Linked DNA regions of Zea mays: region 1 is linked to region 2. Evidence: chromatin contacts called from public Hi-C data. All regions are on one chromosome and are shown on one strand. Each heading gives the region's core, a stretch centred on a gene start, on an enhancer-like site or on the middle of the called end of the contact. The rest is flanking DNA. Distances are from core to core; before and after follow the strand shown. Region 1 holds the start of LOC100280879 (TTN10). Region 2 holds the start of LOC100276816.

Region 1 (2,700 bases), core at 51-2,550, 160 kb after region 2:
CCGCGTGCTCCGTGACGACGGCGGCTCTTAGCCCCTTACGGAAGCAAGGAGACGTCAGCAAGGACTCGACAGCCCCGACAGCTGTCCTTCCGCAAGGCTCCAGCGCTCCTCCGACGGCCACGACATCACATGAACAGGGTGCCAAAACCTCTCCGGCTGCCACGACGGCATGTACTTAGGGCACTAGCTCCTCTCTGCTAGACACATTAGCACCATGCTACATCTCCTATTGTACACCTGGGCCCTCTCCTTACGCCTATAAAAGGAAGGTCCAGGGCACTCTGTACGGGAGGGTTGGCCGCGCGGGGGAACGGAACGGCGCGCATAAGCCTCTCGCTCCCTCCCACGCGGACGCTTGTAACCCCCTACTGCAAGCGCACCCGACCTGGGCGCGGGACAAACACGAAGGCCGCGGGTTTCCCCTTTACGCCTGTCTCCCTCTGGTTTCCCCCCTTCGCGCTCCGTCTCGCGCCGACCCATCTGGGCTGGGGCACGCTGCGACAATTTACTCGTCGGTCCAGGGACCCCCCGGGGTCGAAACGCCGACACTATGAAAGATCATTCTTGGATTTTTTTCATTAAATTTTCTTGTTAGATCTTATATAATACACTATCCTTTTACGGAATCAACGTGTTTTATTTGAATTGTTAATGACAAAGCACATATACAAATGTACAATCTTATATATTTTTGAGGTATGTAAACATCCACTTTTAATAATGCTAGCAAAAGTATAGAATAACAGTTAGTGTTTTTGCATATGAATGCATTTTATCATAGTGCTTCTTTATCTCAATATATTATATCATTACATGTTGACTCCATAACAAGGCACGTGCATACACATAGTGTATATATATATTATGTGTTTATAAGATTTAGCTGTATATATATTGTATATATAAATATTTATACTTGTTATATTATAAACTTATGATTTTTGTGAATTTATTATATTGTGAATTGTGTACTTGTGTTATTTGCGATTTTTATTGTATTATGAACTTGTGATATTATTATGTTATCTTTGCGATCTTTATTGTACTATGAACTTGTTATATTGTGTATTTTTTATACTGAACTTTCGTTTCCGAATTCGAGATATCTGAAATACCGATATCTAAACAACATCAAAGTAATCATTTCCGATTTTATTTTTGATAAATATGAAAATGATAATAATTTTAGTGTTTACCGATCATTTAGTATGCACTGGTACGTTACCACGAGTTTGGGCTCGGCATGGCCTGACAGACCTCGTGTACACATGCAAAGAAAACTACCTCGTGTACACGTCCCATCTTGCCGCCTTCAAAACCTATTGAGCGGGAAGCAAGGCCGCCAAAACCAAATCAGCAAATCCCCCATCCCTATCCAGCGGCTTCTGGCTCCTCCGCCAGGTCTTGCCGTCCAGCGGCCTCACCGCCCTCGAGATTTGCTCGGCACGGTCGCCTTGTTTGCCGCCTGCAGCGTTCTCCCACTCGGCTACGGGCTACGCCTGACGCCACCGTTAACGGCGACATCCGAACGGGCCCCGACACCCATCTCGCGCTCAGAAAAGGTAATGCTCGAAATTTGTTATGTTCTTCTCTCAGTGAGTGGTGTCTCAATATTAGGAGCTGATGCAAAGGTATGAATTCGAATTGATTCGCCCAATCCGGGTAAACACATGTAGCATGTAGTAGATGATAGTTCCGCCCCAAAGCTCGAGTTACATCGTATCCAGTCTGTTTATATTTGAACAATTACTTCCTGATACTCATTGACAAGACAATAATTGCTGGTGTATAATTAGGGATAAGCAGTTGTGATCCTGTCCTCTTGGTCGGATGCGGGGTTACTATGACATCGATGACATCCTCATGGAGGATGAGGTAATTCTAGATGCAGGATTTTATCTCCTCTTCGTGCATGGTGCTTGTGTATACCTGCTGAGTATATGTTTTTGGCTCTGCCTGCAGCCTATTTCAGTTGTTTTCCAAGTAACTGCAAATGGTGTTGGCCTGCTAGATCCTGGTGCTGAAAATAACTGTGTAAGTGTCTGCCCAATGAATTTTGTGCGCTTATGTTTCTAGTGCAACCTGTGCACACATGTTGTAAAATTCTTCTTATGTCCTCATGTCTACCAAATGCGATTTATGCAGTTCTTGAACAGTAGTTCGCTGAGAGGCTTCTTAAGCACTCCTTGACTTGTTTAAACTGATTAGGATTACTGCACTTCTTAAACATTATTGTTATGGCTGCAATATTTGTCATGAACTCCAACTGGGAAAGTGGAAATTGGAAGTTTTGCATTGCGGACGAACTTCACTCTTTCTACTAAAGTTGCTAATAGGGATGTTTCTCTTGTATAAAAGAGCATCTAAGTTTTTTTTATATCCAGGTAGAGAAGGGTGCCAAGGTGGACCTTCCATTTTGGCTTGCGCATGGGCTGCTGTCTCTGGAACAAGCTGTCTCAATAAACCCGCCTCCATGCTTCACACAGAAGTATGTTTTTTCAGTGTCTGTTATGGCATTACTGCTACACAGAAATTCTTGGAGCAACATCAAAGCATGAGAGAGCAAGGAGTATTCTTATTTGGAGAAACATACATAGAATTCCCTATCAACAACTTAATAAAAGGATCTGACTTTTTTTTGCCACCATTGTAGCCTTCCATAGTAAATAGTAACATTTTGCAGATCTTTCTCTTATAACT
Region 2 (2,700 bases), core at 63-2,562:
TATTTATTGTTTGGCTTTAGGGGCGAGTTAATCACTTTCACTACTTTCCTGGTGCAGCGCGCTTCAATCTGTTCCTGATCTACCAGAGTTTGCGCTGTCATTGAGACCGGAAGGATACGAGTTGCCAAGAACTTATTCAATCTGGGAGAATGTTAATGGTTAATCTCATATTCAGAATGTCAAGGAGCATCTGAACGATGACGAAGATTAATGTATCAAATTCAGAATGCCACGGAGCATCCGAACGATGACGAAGATTAATGTATGCATGCTGTAGAGTTGCCGGTCATACTTTGCTTGTTTATTGCGTGAGGGGCAAAACTGTCTTGTAGACCACAAATAGATGGAGATGAATTAGAAAAACGAAGCAAATACGGTTAATGGCAGGTTAATCAATTAGTAGATGTTCATGGTCCTGTTTCTACGAAATAAATGTTTGGGATGGCAATAATGTTAAGTGCTATGTTTGGAGTTCTAAAAATGCAATTATCTCTATTATTCAGACCATATATATCAAATCTCCAACAATAGCTGAATCGTAGATCAGTGGAACAATCTAAAACTAAAACTAACACCATCAAGCTAAACAAACTTCAATGCACAGATGGATCTAAGAACGCCGTAGCAAACGGGTTGAACCTAACTAAAGACGAGATCCACGAGAAATCATCAAAATAACACAAGGGATGAATGAAATCTAAACCCCAAAAAGAAAGGGCATAACAAACACCGCAAACCTCACAGCAAATCCATGAAAAAAACGACAAATACTAAACGTGGCTCCAAAATCAATCAGGGGATGACGGGTTCAAGAAGAGAATCTCTCGGCTCACCTTGATGAGGTCCTGGTAGTCCTGGTGGAGGGCCCGGTACCTGAGGCTGGCCCTGTAAGCCGCCTCGTCCCCGGCGCCTCGCACCGAGCCGGGCGCGCGAGAAAAGAACGGCGGCCGCGACGGCTGAGCCCCAACCGCTGGCTGCGCCAAGACGATCTTGGTCTTCTTGATGGCCGCCATGGCCGAGATAACCTCACCTCAAGCCCCCAAGAAAAGGGGCGCAGGAGACGAGGAGAGGATACGGGAGGATGAACCGATGAGGAAAGGCGGAGCAGGCGAGGAGATAGGACCGAGGAAGGAGACGACAAGAAATAAAGGCGGAAGGCGAGGAGGATGGGGTGGACGAGGTGGGGGACGTTTCTTGCGCCTGCCTGCCCTGCTGATGCTCGCCCTCGCTTTCTCTCTCCTGCCGCGGGCGGCGTGTGAAGGGGAGAGCTCCTCTGACCCATGGGTGAAGTGGGCGAGGCGAGGTGAGATGATGTCGAAAACTCCAAAAGGCCCATGGATTGTTGACAACATGCCGCTGGGGCTAGTTTGAGGAAGCACGCATGCTCGTCAAGAAACGCCACCGACCCAACGACTGGACTGATGGAGTTTCAACTACCCCTCCCTGTACCCATCATCCTATCAGCAGTAGTGGTAGACAGGAGGGCGGTCGTAATGGTGCGTGGATTGGGGAGTAGTGGGCCGCTGTCCCTCTCCGGCTCTCTTCCGCACATCTCTCCGGTCTGCGCGAGAAGAGGTTGTCTTGCTTGGCCTCGCCTCATCAGGCATTCCAGAAAGCCGCGTGGGCGCGCTATCTCTCTCTCCCACTAGAGGAGACGACATCCTCTAGAGGAGAGATTTGACATTATGAAACGCGACAGATGCGACTTCAACGAAATAGAGGCTCAGGCGAGGGTTTCTCCATTATAGAAAAGCTGGACATAGCCAACACTCTAAAATGGACATGTCAACTCTATTAACGGATTCAGAGCAGTATTAGTCTCGTTGAAACCGGGTTCCGTCCCAGCGCCGTCGTCGTCAGTTCTCCTCCATCCCCGTCGCGTTCTCCATCTCCGTCGCTTTCTCCTCCATCTCCGTCGTGTTCTCCTTCGCGCGGCAGCCGGGCTCCGCTGCCTCCGGCCAAGACTTCGCGCGGCAGCCATACCCGTCGCGTTCTCCACGACCTCGACCTCGTCCTCTTCGTCTTCCTCGTCGGCCTGCTGCTCGGCGAGGCGGCGGCGGGCGCCGTGAGACACGAGTACCACCTCACCCCCCAAGGATGGCGACCTGACGAGCCAGGTCGTGCTGCTGAACGGCAGGGCGTTGGCCACCGACGCGGCGGGGAACATCCCCGCCCTGGAGGCGGTCGAGGTGGACGTGGAAAGCATCTAAGAACAACTTTGCCTAGAACCAAAGAAATGCCAGAATATTGTGAAGCACCGAGAAAATAAGAGAACTCGATCTGGCTTCAAGTTTAAGGTTCTTTTATGAACTTGTCGGCAGCAGCTATGATAGTACAAACAGCAATCGTATAACGCAGAGCACGACATTGGATGATTGGAAATGGGCACCAGCAGAACAGGCCAATACAGACTGTGATTTACCACCAGTACAATGCAACAATCATCATGTATCATCGCCATCATGTTCAAAAAAAAGGTTTCAGCATCATCGCCATCATCGAGGGACTAAGAAAAATTGCCAGACGCAGGACATCGGTTCTCTTCTACGTGGAGCTACAGGGAGTAAGAGTAAGGCTAACAGTAAAACGCGCCTCCGGCTCCGGGAGGCCCAAAGATTGAATGTGCGAACAGCAGCAGCAATCCTGAAACAAAAATACAGCAGTGCAGCTAGGCGGCGGCTAGCGCACAGTACACAAAAA

The links. Hi-C and Micro-C count contacts between places; a contact is called where the count stands out from the background.
Region 1: a contact with region 2 is called in a Hi-C map of tassel, with 3 times the contacts expected there. The contact joins the promoter of LOC100280879 here to the promoter of LOC100276816 in region 2. A contact is called at or near these places in 3 of 25 Hi-C or Micro-C datasets (ear, leaf and tassel).

The regions. Positions count from the first base shown.
Region 1 is chr10:47,767,241-47,769,940 of Zm-B73-REFERENCE-NAM-5.0, forward strand. LOC100280879 (TTN10) reads left to right here and starts at 1,301. Exons shown (of 7, transcript NM_001153799.2): 1 at 1,301-1,562; 2 at 1,797-1,875; 3 at 1,963-2,034; 4 at 2,385-2,488. The coding sequence starts at 1,831.
Region 2 is chr10:47,604,019-47,606,718 of Zm-B73-REFERENCE-NAM-5.0, forward strand. It overlaps LOC100276816, which reads right to left and starts at 1,313. Exons shown (of 4, transcript NM_001150525.1): 1 at 834-1,313. The coding sequence starts at 1,013.